2 separate regions of the Rattus norvegicus genome follow, and region 1 is linked to region 2. Evidence: chromatin contacts called from public Hi-C data. All regions are on one chromosome and are shown on one strand. Each heading gives the region's core, a stretch centred on a gene start, on an enhancer-like site or on the middle of the called end of the contact. The rest is flanking DNA. Distances are from core to core; before and after follow the strand shown. Region 1 overlaps Sptbn4 (spectrin, beta, non-erythrocytic 4). Region 2 holds the start of Ltbp4 (latent transforming growth factor beta binding protein 4).

Region 1 (5,708 bases), core at 981-3,480, 71 kb after region 2:
TTTCTGGACAAACCAGTGAACAGCCAACAAAACCAGCTGCATCCTCAGCTCATCAAAACCAACACTGAGTGTATGTACCTTCTTCTCAAATTGTCGTTTAGACTGATGGCTCAATGGTTACGAACTCGGATTACTCTCACAAAGGAGCCTAGTGGCATCCCCAGCACCCACACTGGGCAGCTTACAATCACCTGTAACTCCAGGTCCATGGTATCCAACACGTTCCTCTGGCCTCTACAGGTACAGCATCCAATACGCGCACGCACACACACACACACACACACACACACACACACACACACTAAAAACGCAATAAAGATACTTTTCAAATAAAGATTTTCCTGATCTACAAAGTGCCCATTAACACCTCAGGAGGGCTGAAATCGTACACCTCTGGCTTTCGCAGTGCAGTGGAGAAGAGAGAGAAGGCGCTAACAGGAAGAACTTCCTGCACCAGGACCCACCTACCTGCTGTTGAGATGGTCCTGACAGGAGCGCACCTCATCGGAGCTGGGGTGACCTCCTTCCACCAACTCCTGAACTGTTTGGTTCACATCCAAGACTCGGCCCATTAGGCTGTTCATTTCCTGGTCCAGACTTTCAAATCTGCAGAAGAGGAAGAGGGTGAGAGGTCAGAGGTCTGGACTCTCCAGAGTGAGCTCGCTTCTTTAGTTGTAGGTCCCTATGCCATTTCCCAAGTTCCTTTGCAGGAATCCCTCTCCCTTTTTTTCTTACTCTTTTGTTGGCTTTTGGTTTTGTTTGTTTGTTTTTGTTTGTTTGTTTGTTTTCTTTGGCTTTTTTGTTTTGTTTTATTTTGTTTGTTTTCTTTTGAGTTTTTTGCTTGTATGTTTTGGTCTGTCTGTCTGTCTGTTTTATTATTGCTTGTTTTGGTTTTGTGGCTGGTGGAAGTGAAGCCTGGTGTAGCACATGCAGCCCAAGGCTGACCTCAAACTCCCCAAGTAGCTGAGGATGACTTTGAACTCAGAAATGCATGCAACCCTGACCAGTTTTTCTATGGGTCACTGTAAGGTTAGATTGTTCAACATCCCACCCTTGTCCTTTAGACCTGCTATCACACTGTCCCTGGGTCGCAGCGTCCATTCTCACAGCCTGGAGCTTCTCCTCTGAACACATGACACCCCCATCTCCGTGTCCAGTCTCAATCTGTCTTCAACCTTATGGGCAGCTGTATACATCCATGGCACTCTCATACCTACTGACTCACACAGCCCTTCACACCTCCCTCCTAGTTAGTCTTCCTCTGAATCCGCAGCTCAGGGACAGCTCCGAACAACTCCAAGGCCAAGACCTCTGACCCCTGGATGACTGCCCCAGACCATGATCCCACATGGTCTATATCAAATCAGCCTCCTGCTCTGCCCCCCAACTTAGCTGCTTCTCTGTGTCTCCAGCTCCACTGTCATATCCTTCAACCTGCCCTCTACATATATATATATGTTGGGCCAGGATTTTTGAGACAAGGTCTCACTATGTAGCCCTAGCTGTCTTGCAAGTCACTATGTAGACCAGGCTGGCCTCCAATTCACATCGATCTGCCTGCCTGTGGTGGGAGCCACCTCACTGTCTAGGGAGATGACATCTGTCTTAACGGGAGTCCCATGCATGGCCCAGGTTGGAGGGGCCTGTAGAAAACTTGGGTCCATATGTGTTCTGTGAATATAAAGTGCGTAACGGCAGAAAATGGTTTCGAGAGGTTCTGCACCCAGCAAGTATTTGCGAGGTGTCTCACATCTGTGAACTCATTTCCTGCTCACCATAAGCTTGAGACATGGACAATGAATGATGCCTACTCCATTTGACAGATGGGCAAATCGAGGTCCAGAGTGTGAAGCCGATGAAGCCCAAAGTGAAGGAGAAAGCTGGGATTGCCCCCATGAGAACCTGTGAGCCAAAGCATGAGAAGTTGGGAGGGTGAGCAAGGGACCCTGGGGACTTCCACGGGTGCGCTCACCGGTGCTGCACCACCTCAACGTCGTCGAGGGAGTCGGGCACACGCATGGCCAGCAGCCACTGCTCTTTCTCTCCGATCCACAACTCGCAGGCATGCACCTCTCCAAACATGCGGTACACCGCGAGCGCGTCCCGAAGCCACTGTCGTCTCAGCGCGGCCACCTCGGTCACCTCCGCGAACAACTGTTCTGCTTCCACCACGCGCACCTGCAGCGCCACCACCAGCGGCCCGGCGCCACTGGCTCCTCCCAGTGTTGCCAGCTGACGCCTCAGGCCACCCACAGGGCCACGGTGCGCTTCCACCTCCCCGGTGAGAGCTCGGTGCTGGCGCGCCAGGCGACGGCTGGACGCTTCGTCGTGACCGAAATCTCCGGCGGCTGCCAGACGATACGCGTCGCGAAGCCAGTCCAGGAGCCCGTCCAGGTCGGCGCCAAACTGGTGCAACGCCCGTGCCTCCTGCAGCCTCCGTTCCCGGCGCGCAGCCGCCTCTTCCAGTCGCTGCCAGCGGCGCCGAGCGCTAGCCGCGCGCTCCGCCAGACCAGCCAAGTGCAAGGGCTCGGCGCCGGGGCCCACGGAGCCGCCCGCCGCAGCCAGCTCCTCTCCACGTCGCAGCGCCTGCTGCAGTAGCGCCCGCCGGCCGCCCAGTTCGCCCTGCAAGATCTTGTGCTGCGCCAGCAGGCGAGCGGTGCTGGACAGGTCGTGCGCGCCTCCCGCCGTGCCCGCCGCGCCACCACTGCCGCTCGTGGCCTCTAGGAGGCGCTCCTTGTCCCGTGCCCAGCTCTCCGCCTCCTCCAGCTCCTGCAGCAGCGCCCACAGGCTCCGAGAGGCTTCCAGCTCCGCGCGCCGCCGCGCCGCCTGCTCCTGCAGCTCCGACAGACAACCGTGCACGTGGTTCACACGGTTGCAAATGACCTGAGGGTCGCAGGGTTGGTAGCCTGGGACAGGGGAAGAAGAGGGTAGGAAGAGATGCCAGCCCATGCCACCCCCTCCTCAGGCTTCCCAGACACCCCAAGCTTAGAGCAAGCACTTTCCTCCTCACCATCTACCTCAGCCTTCCTTCCATGGAACACCACCACCAGTGTAGTCTTCCTCTAGGTTAACTGTTCCCTGCGGGCAGGTAAGGGCCGTCTCCTTCATTAATACATTTCCACACCATTCCACAGTGAAGGGGGCGACTTGCCTCTCAAATGCTGGGATGAAAGGCAGGCTCCACCGTGTCTGTCCCATAAACTTTATTCCTCAAATGTTACGACTTTCACCTAGGTCCCTAATCCGTAAGTACGTAACTGTGACATTTATTTAACAGATCACAGTCAGCTTCTCTTCGATGGAGCTAATGTAGTCAGTAGCACGCGCCTGTAATTCCAGAGCTTGGAAAGTGGAGGTAGCAGGATTGCATGTTTGAGGCCAACCTGGACGTCATAGCAAGGTCTCTGTCTAAAACCTTAAAGCAGGGCTGGAAAAATGGCTTAGCCATTAAGAGCAGTGGCCGCTCTTCCAGAGGACCTGAGTTGGATTCCCAGGACCCATGTGCTGACCCACAACTGACTGTAACTCCAGCTAGATGGTATTCAATACCTATTCTGGCCTCCACGGGCACCCGTTCTCACACAGGTACACACACACACACACACACACACACACACACACACACACACACACTAATCTTTAATAATAAGCCAAGTAGCCCAGCTAATCAGGGAACTGCCTGAGTTACAGAGTGAGTTCAATGCTAGCCCCGAGAAAATTAGTGAGGCCCTGTGTCAAAATAAAATAAAATAAAAAGAGGATAAAACATAAAAAAGACAAGCCCATAGCTCAGCATTAAAATATCAGGTCAGAGGCCAGCTGTGAGCAACTGGGGGCCAGCTAAACAGTAGACCACCTGCTTAGCATGGCCAAAGCCATAGGTCCAATCCCCAGTACTAAAAAATGGGGCAGGGTTGATCAAGAAATCATGTTCTGGAGCTGGAGAGATGACTCAGAGGTTAAGAGCACTGGCTGCTGTTCCAAAGGTCCTGAGTTCAATTCCCAGCAACCACATGGTGGCTCACAACCATCTGTAATGAGATCTGGTGCCCTCTTCTGGCGTGCAGGCATACATGCAGGCAGAACATTGAATACTTAATAAATACATGAATTTTAAATAAAAAAGAAATCATGTTCTGGATCAGTAGTACATCATCACCATGGCAACACAGTTCACACTGGCCCTTTGCTTATATCCTCAGTGCTACTGGCCATTTCAGGAGTGTCGCAAGAAGAGGACAGAGAAGGCCTCCTGGACAGATTCTCTACAGTCTCCTGGGAGGGGGTGGGACAAGTGGAACTGTGCTACAAGACAGAAGAACTGGTAAGGTCGAACAGGTTTTAAAAATCCAGGTAAATCTCATAATTGAGAATGGTAGGTATAAGAATCAACTTCTGACAAGGTTTCTGTCCTGGGGCACGTGACCAAGTCACGGACCCATGTCAACGGGTCACGTATCATAAAAACCTAGAATTCTTCATGCTAATGAGGTATCTAGAGGCCCTGAGTGTTTAGCCAATGAACTTCCCTTCCTGGGCATCCCTTCTTGCAAAAGGTATTTAATGTCTGGTTCGCCCTGAGTAAGATGTACGCATCCTCATCCGCCATGAATAAAATAGTTCGGACAAGCAAGGACCACCTCCTTCATCAAAGACTGCCCCAGGCCGTGTGGGTTAGGGGTGGCCTTTGTCATATAGAGCCTTGCCTAAATCTCTCGAAGGCCTCTCTTCCAGCTCCTCTGTACTTTGGCACTCACTTGGAGCTAAGCCAGATTCCACCCTGTCCCAGGCTCACTGCAGGCCTGTTGGCTTCTGTATCCAACTCCTCACAGTCCCCAGCGGCAGCCGGGTACACAGGAGTTTGAGACCCACAGCCTCTGTCCCAGCCCCATCTGTTTCTCCAGAGAAATGCGGGATAGAAACCCTATCTTAGACTGCGTTTCACCTTCCCTGAGCGTGGGCGTGTTGATGGCCAGGCACCCCTGCAGCAGGGAAGAAATGCAGCCTAATGAAGCCTTAATGGTTCTCGCTCTTTCTATTCTCTTTTCCTTTATTTCCTTTTCTTTCTTTCTTTTCTGAGCTCCAAATGCTTTGAATTCTGTTCAGCCAAAGATGACCTTAAACTCCTGCCTTCCGAATCCATCTTCCAAATGCAAGTTTTACAGTCAGCTGTTCACCAACACACTGCGCTGGTGCAAAGGGCTGAACCAGAGCCTCCCAGTGTAGGGGGGTGTGGGGGGCGGGGAAGGAAGGGAGGGTAGACAGGGAGGGGAGCGCCCTTATAGAAGAAGGGGAGGGGGAGGGGGGAGGGGGCTTACATCTGGGAGGCTGGGAAAGGGAATAACGTTTAAATGTAAATTAAAAATTTGCAATAAAATGTTTAAAAAAAGACATTAAGGGCTGGAGAGATGGCTCAGTGGTTAAGAGCACCCGACTGCTCTTCCAGAGGTCCTGAGTTCAATTCCCAGCAACCACATGGTGGCTCACAACCATCTGTAAGGAGACCCGATGCCCTCTTCTGGTGTGTCTGAAGACAGCTACAGTGTACTTATATATAATAAATGAATAAATAAATCTTTTAAAAAAAGAGATTAAGATGGGAAAAGTTTTGCACATTAGTGTTCAAAACAAGTGAGAGGTTATTCCTGTATAATCTCAAAGCAGGACAAAATTTGCTGGTCTAGCTTTCCACTTGGCATTGGTGCCCG
Region 2 (5,538 bases), core at 2,991-5,490:
CGTGGATGCAACGCAGGCCGCACACGGCGGGGGTGAAGCGCACGCGAAGACGCTCTCGGGGTCGGCCCAGTCCGGGCTGCGGCCCCAGCTGCGCCAGCAGCACCAATAGCGACACCCAGAGCAGCCGCGCGCCGCCCGCCATGGCTGCAGCGCCGCGCTCCACCGCGCCGCCGCCCCAGCCCGCCCGAGGGGCCCGGCCGCGCCCGCCCGCTCGCCCGCCCGCCCGCGGGGGAGGGCGGCCGCGCCCCCGCTCAGCCCCCCCTCCCCATCGCTCCCTCCCGGGCGGCCGCGCGGGGGCGCGTGGGGCTGGGCGCTTAGCCAGAGGCGCGAAGGCTGGGCGCTAGACTCGCAGGGGGAAGGGGAGGGCGCCCCCTCTGCTCCCACCCGTGTTCCAACAAGTGGATGGGGCCTTTAGGGGAGTAGCAGGGAAAGGAACAGGTGGGGGCGGGCGGGTTTGCCCCCAGAGAGAGTTGAATCCATTGAGAGGAAATCTATTAGCGTAATGGGGGCCGTATTTGGGGAGCCAGCTAAAGGCTGATCCTCTGACGAGGCACACGGGGAAAAGAAGCTTCATTTAGATAAAGGACAAGAATGGCCCATGTGGGCAGCGAGATGGCACATCTGTGGGTGATGAGAAGGGTCAGTGCACGGGGCACATAAAGGAATTAGAGGAACTGAATTCTGGAGAGGAGACTGAGGGGCTTACACCTGAAGACACCATATCACACCAAGACTCTCTACACCTGGTGGGAGAGGACAGGACGCATAAAGATATGGGATAGGCTCAGACTGTGGGTGGGGGTCCTCACATCTGGCCTGGGGCTCACATCTGGAAAACTTTAGGAAGGAGGGGGATGCATCTGGGCTGAAGGCCACACAGCAGGAGAGGGCTTCTGAGGGTGGTTGAGTCTATAGAGTGCTCTAGTCTGGGGTACCAGGCTGGATAAGAGCAGGGCCAAGGGAGGGTCTGGCACGTAAGAGGGAAAGGCCTTTGGCCCCCAGCCGTCCCGCAATCTTGGGCATTTTGTGCCCGGGCAGGCGCCAACCCGCACAATCGCTTTTGTTGTCTGGGCTGGTTCAGCCTCGCTCTCTGCTGGGCGAGTTGCCCCCCTCTTCAGCCACGGGAGCCCGGACGCCTGGCTTCCCGGCCCCACCCGGATGGGTCAGCGCCTTTGGCCTGCGTCTAGTTCTGTCCCTGGCTCACCTCGTACTGCCGGACGCAGGGGTCCCTAGAGGTGGCCGCGTCTTGGGGAGTGGGGTGGACAGTTACAATGGGGGACTGGTAGGCGGCGGCAACACCGTGGGAACCAGACGGCTTTATCTGGCCCGGAACCACCCCCCTCCGCCCCCTACACGGAGGAAGGGCGGATGTTCTTACCCCGGGCCTGGCCGGCAGGGGCGCGATGTGGGGGCCTTCTTTTCAGCAATGCCCGGGCCCACGGCCCTCGGGGCCGCCTTTGCCTCAGCAGAGCTCGGGCCTCCTGCAAACTAGGCGGAAGGGGGTAGAAGAGGCTGTCACCACTATTAAATTGGCCTCCTCACCTCAAGAAAAAAGCCTCCTAAGCCAGGAGTGGGTTTGCCCAACATTGCCCCCAGCCCTTTTATGGGAAGCAAGGCTTGGAATATCTTTAGAAAAAAATACTTTCAGAGAAAAGACTATGGAAGTTAAAAAAAAAAAAGTATGGAAAGAGAGGCGATATGAGATGGATGGGAAGGAAAAAGTGGGTGGGGCATGGAGACAGAAACAGATCAAGAAGCAAAGACCCAATGATTCAGACAGGCAAGGAAAAGAATAAAAAGAAACATAGGCAATGGGTTAATAGTGAAAGACCAGTGTGTGTGTGTGTGTGTGTGTGTGTGTGTGTGTGTGTGTGTATGTGTGTGTTGGAAGGGAAGGAATTATATGCTTACGTCAGTGGCTGCCAGTTGAGGGATACCTGTCTCTTCTCCACCGGACTGCGGCTGGGGCTGGGCACCGAAGGTGTTGGGGTCAGGCACCCCTGTTGATCTGTACACCTGCCGGGTGGGCAGCTCCGGACCCTGCAGGAAGCTTCAGAGACAATCAGGGATTCAGTAGAGAAGCGGGGCTGAACCTCTATCTAGCTGTTCAATTTGAATGAGGCTGGGGAAAGAGTCCTCTCATCCCTCACCCATACCCCACCTGGAAGAACGCACCTCGGGTGCAGTGGCTACTCCTAGGTGTCTGGGCTAAGCAGCAACGACAGGCAGCAGCACTGTAACAGGAGGGGAGAACTGTTCAGGTCTCAGAACTCCCCCAAAGGAGGGGGGCGGGCTGGAGAACAGAGGAGAAACCAAGACTCAAGGGAATTTCAAGCAGGTAGATAACTTCACCTGAGGCATGCCTGTGCAACTAGAGGAGGCAGACTGGCTTAGACTCTCAGGAGTAAAGGCTTATCTTTCATAACTTATGAAATTGCTATCACCATCACCATCGACAGATTCTCATTCTGTAGCTCTGGTTGGCCTCAAACTCATTCTGAGACGAGGTCAAGCATGGCTGCTCTACACTGTACTGTGTAGCCCAGGCAGCCCTCAGACTCCGGACAATTCTCCTTGCTTCATTCTCCTCTAAAGCTAAAGTTACATACGTAAGCCACCACGCCAGGCTTAAAATCATTTCAAGAAACTTTCAAAGGAGAGGTCTAAGTGAACCTACAAGCCAGGACTGTCTAGGATCTAGAACTCCGCCCACTAATTCGACGAGAGTTGGGGCTCACACGCTATCCTAAAAGTGGCCGGTAGGTGGCGCCACATACACAGACCTCGGCGGCTGTGCACTGCGGTGTCGCCTTAGACTTCGGGTCCAGCACAGTGCTGAGGTGGTAGGGATACCGAAGTCCAGGATTGGGAATCCTGAGGCTTGACTTCTATCCAATTCCCGCCTTTCTAGGATGTACGTTCTCGGACCAGTGTCTCCTGGTCCTTGAACTTCAATGTCAGAGAGGAAAGGGTCTTTTCCGGATATGTCTCCGCGCCACAGGGTCTCAGCGGCGACCCTTCAGCGGTACTGCCAGAGCGTCGAAACCCTGGGGCCCCCCAGACAAGTCCATTATCCCCAAATTAAAGGGGGGTGAGGGATGATGGTGCACGTCCAGGCCCAGAGAGAAAAATTTTAGACGTTGCCGAGAAAGGAAATCTAATGCCCGAATCCATTCTAGATGAGTGAGGCATAGAGGGGGCGCAGGCTGCCCCGGGGAAGCCTCCGAGACCCTCGAATCCTGTCCTCATCCCTCCCGCTTTTCCTCCAGGTTAACCCCTTCCCAGCCCCGCCCCCGGCGCGGCTCGGGTTACTAAACGCATTCCCAGAGACCCAGGCGGGGAGCGGGAGCGGAGCCCACGGCCTTTGTAACGGAGCGCAGAGCTGCCAGGAGCAGGGCTGGGGTGCTAGGCAGATCATCTCCACTCATCCTGTCATCCGCAGACGAGATAGGGGCCTATAAACACGGAAATTTATAAACTATCCTGGATCTTACCACCAAATCACTGGTAATTCATTCAATTCTGATGAGCTCTGATCTCAGAAAACTTAGAAGCATCAAAAAACCCGAGGATCTCCCTGCACAGGTTTCCCCCCATCCCTTTTCCAGGAACCTATTTGCGTCTTCCTAATCTATTAGAAGAACCCAGAAGTCTTTTCCAATCAATCCAGCGCCCCTAGAAACCCAGAACACGGCAACTTTTCTTTAAGATCTTACCACGCACGGCCTTCCGGCACCTTTTTAAAAAATACTCAAGAAACCTAGGGAGCTGGAGGCTAGTTCAAGGGCCCCACCCATCTGTTATTCTAAGAAAACTCGAAGTCTTACCCGGTATCTCTTCCCCCAATAAATTCGGGGGTTGGCTGGAGCCTATCCATCCGTACCACCACCCTGAAAGGACCTCCGCTTCACTTTCTCAGCGCACCTCGAATTCTAACGACTGCAAAGTAGGGGCTCCTAGTAGCTCCAAGAGCTTTGGCCTCATCCTCCTACCAAGAGCAGTTGCTTTGTAGTCTCCTAAACCTGAAGGTCTTGCTCCTGCCGGACCACCAGACTTACTGGGTGCAGCACGAGGAAGAAGAGGCTGCAGTGGGCTTACCCGGCCTGGTGGCCCGGGACCACCGCGTCCTCGACGGCCTGGATAGGGCTGGGACTGGAACTGGGGCCGCTAGCAGATGTGGCGGCTGGGAGCAGCAGCAGGAGGAGGAGGGGGCAGTGGCAGCCGAGGCCAGGCCGGCGCATCGTGTCGGGTGCAGAGTCCGGCTCCGGGAGGGCAATGTGTCCAGTGGGTCCGGATCGGCCTGGCCCCGGTCCCGCCCCCACCCCCGCCCCTGCCAGAGGCCGACTCACTTTCTCCACCGTGCTAGCCTGGGGCTGTGAAACTTCCCGCCAATCAGAGCCCTGCACTGTCAGCGCTCCGGGTGAGGCCAATCGGTAGGCGACATGGGAGGGGCTAGACGGACAGGTGCCGGGCGGGGTTGCCCGAGCGGGGAGTTCTCCTGGAGGTGGGAGGATTTTAGGAGCCAAGTACTGACTGCCCCAGTCTCTCTTGAGTAGAAGCCCCAAGTGACACAAGTGGTTACCACGAGATGGATGTGAAGGGGGCCCAGGCTCTCTCAGCTGGATTTCCGCTAGCAGGCCTCACCCCTCGCTCAGTGCTGGCGGCTCTGTCAGAATGTAGCTGTCTGTCTAATGGATCTGATAGATTCCCCAGTACCCTCTTCCCAGAGACCAGACTCTGCTGAGTCAGTCGTGGTGTCTCTCCCCAGAGTGAGTTCCAGGCCAGCCTGGGCTACATAATGAGACCCTCCTTCTTCCTCAGCCACGCCAAATCTTGAAGTAACCAGAATTTAGTATTGGAGTGCTGTTCTTACCCCCGAACCAGGTGCCATCCCTGTGGCCCACATCAAGCCTTCCAGAAAGATGGTCCTGTCCATTGTTTTAGCCTCAGCATCTGCAAAAACTTGTCTTTCCCAAGTTCTACCCTTCTGTGAATCCAGGCTACGCCCTTGACCAGACAACTCCCAGAGGACTCCACGGCTCTGCCCCTCCCACACGCTTCTCTGCCTTGGTCCCTAGAAGATACCAGAAGCCCCTCCCTGCCTGACTCCTAAAAGTCTCCCCCAACAACCCTTACAAACTTAAAGTAATAAGCCTTTGTCATTAGAAACCTCTAATCTCCCCTTTCTGGGCAAGGGGAAGCACAGGCCACAGGAGACACTAAGCCCACCTGCCCCCGTTTAGTGGGCTCCAGGCTTCAAGCCCTGCCCACAACCTCCAAACTCAGAGGGTCTCGGCCCAACCCCTTCCCTTAACTATAGTCCCCTAAAGTCAGCACTAGAGAGGGAGAACCAGGCAAGCTCCAGGTCGGCTTGCTCGAATAGCAAATTCTAAGCCGTCTTGGGTGCATAGCAAGGACCTGTAATCAAACAGAACCTCAAGTTCCCGCCCTGTTTCCTCCACTTTACAAACCTCTAGTGCTTCCAGCAGCGAGAAATGGAATAAACTCTCCCTTAGAATCCCAAACCCCGCTCTTCCC

Evidence for each region. A called contact is a pair of places that touch in the nucleus more often than the background predicts.
Region 1: a Hi-C map of liver shows a contact between it and region 2, with 4 times the contacts expected there. The contact joins the enhancer-like site here to the promoter of Ltbp4 in region 2. A contact is called at or near these places in 9 of 12 Hi-C or Micro-C datasets (the A7r5 cell line, the Rat2 cell line, frontal cortex and 4 more).

The regions. Positions count from the first base shown.
Region 1 is chr1:91,828,226-91,833,933 of GRCr8, forward strand. Sptbn4 (spectrin, beta, non-erythrocytic 4) reads right to left here. Exons shown (of 36, transcript NM_001100845.2): 14 at 1,973-2,906; 15 at 469-606. Among named protein-coding and RNA genes, the nearest start is that of Sptbn4, 34 kb to the right of the region's middle. Within about 2 kb of position 2,231, at least 6 of the 93 cell types and tissues checked have an H3K27ac peak or open chromatin away from gene starts, as enhancers often do. A contact at or near this core is called in hepatocytes and liver, where this site is marked.
Region 2 is chr1:91,755,567-91,761,104 of GRCr8, forward strand. It overlaps Ltbp4 (latent transforming growth factor beta binding protein 4), which reads right to left and starts at 4,241. Exons shown (of 33, transcript NM_001170336.1): 1 at 4,099-4,241; 2 at 2,176-2,234; 3 at 1,912-2,050; 4 at 1,379-1,488. The coding sequence starts at 4,241.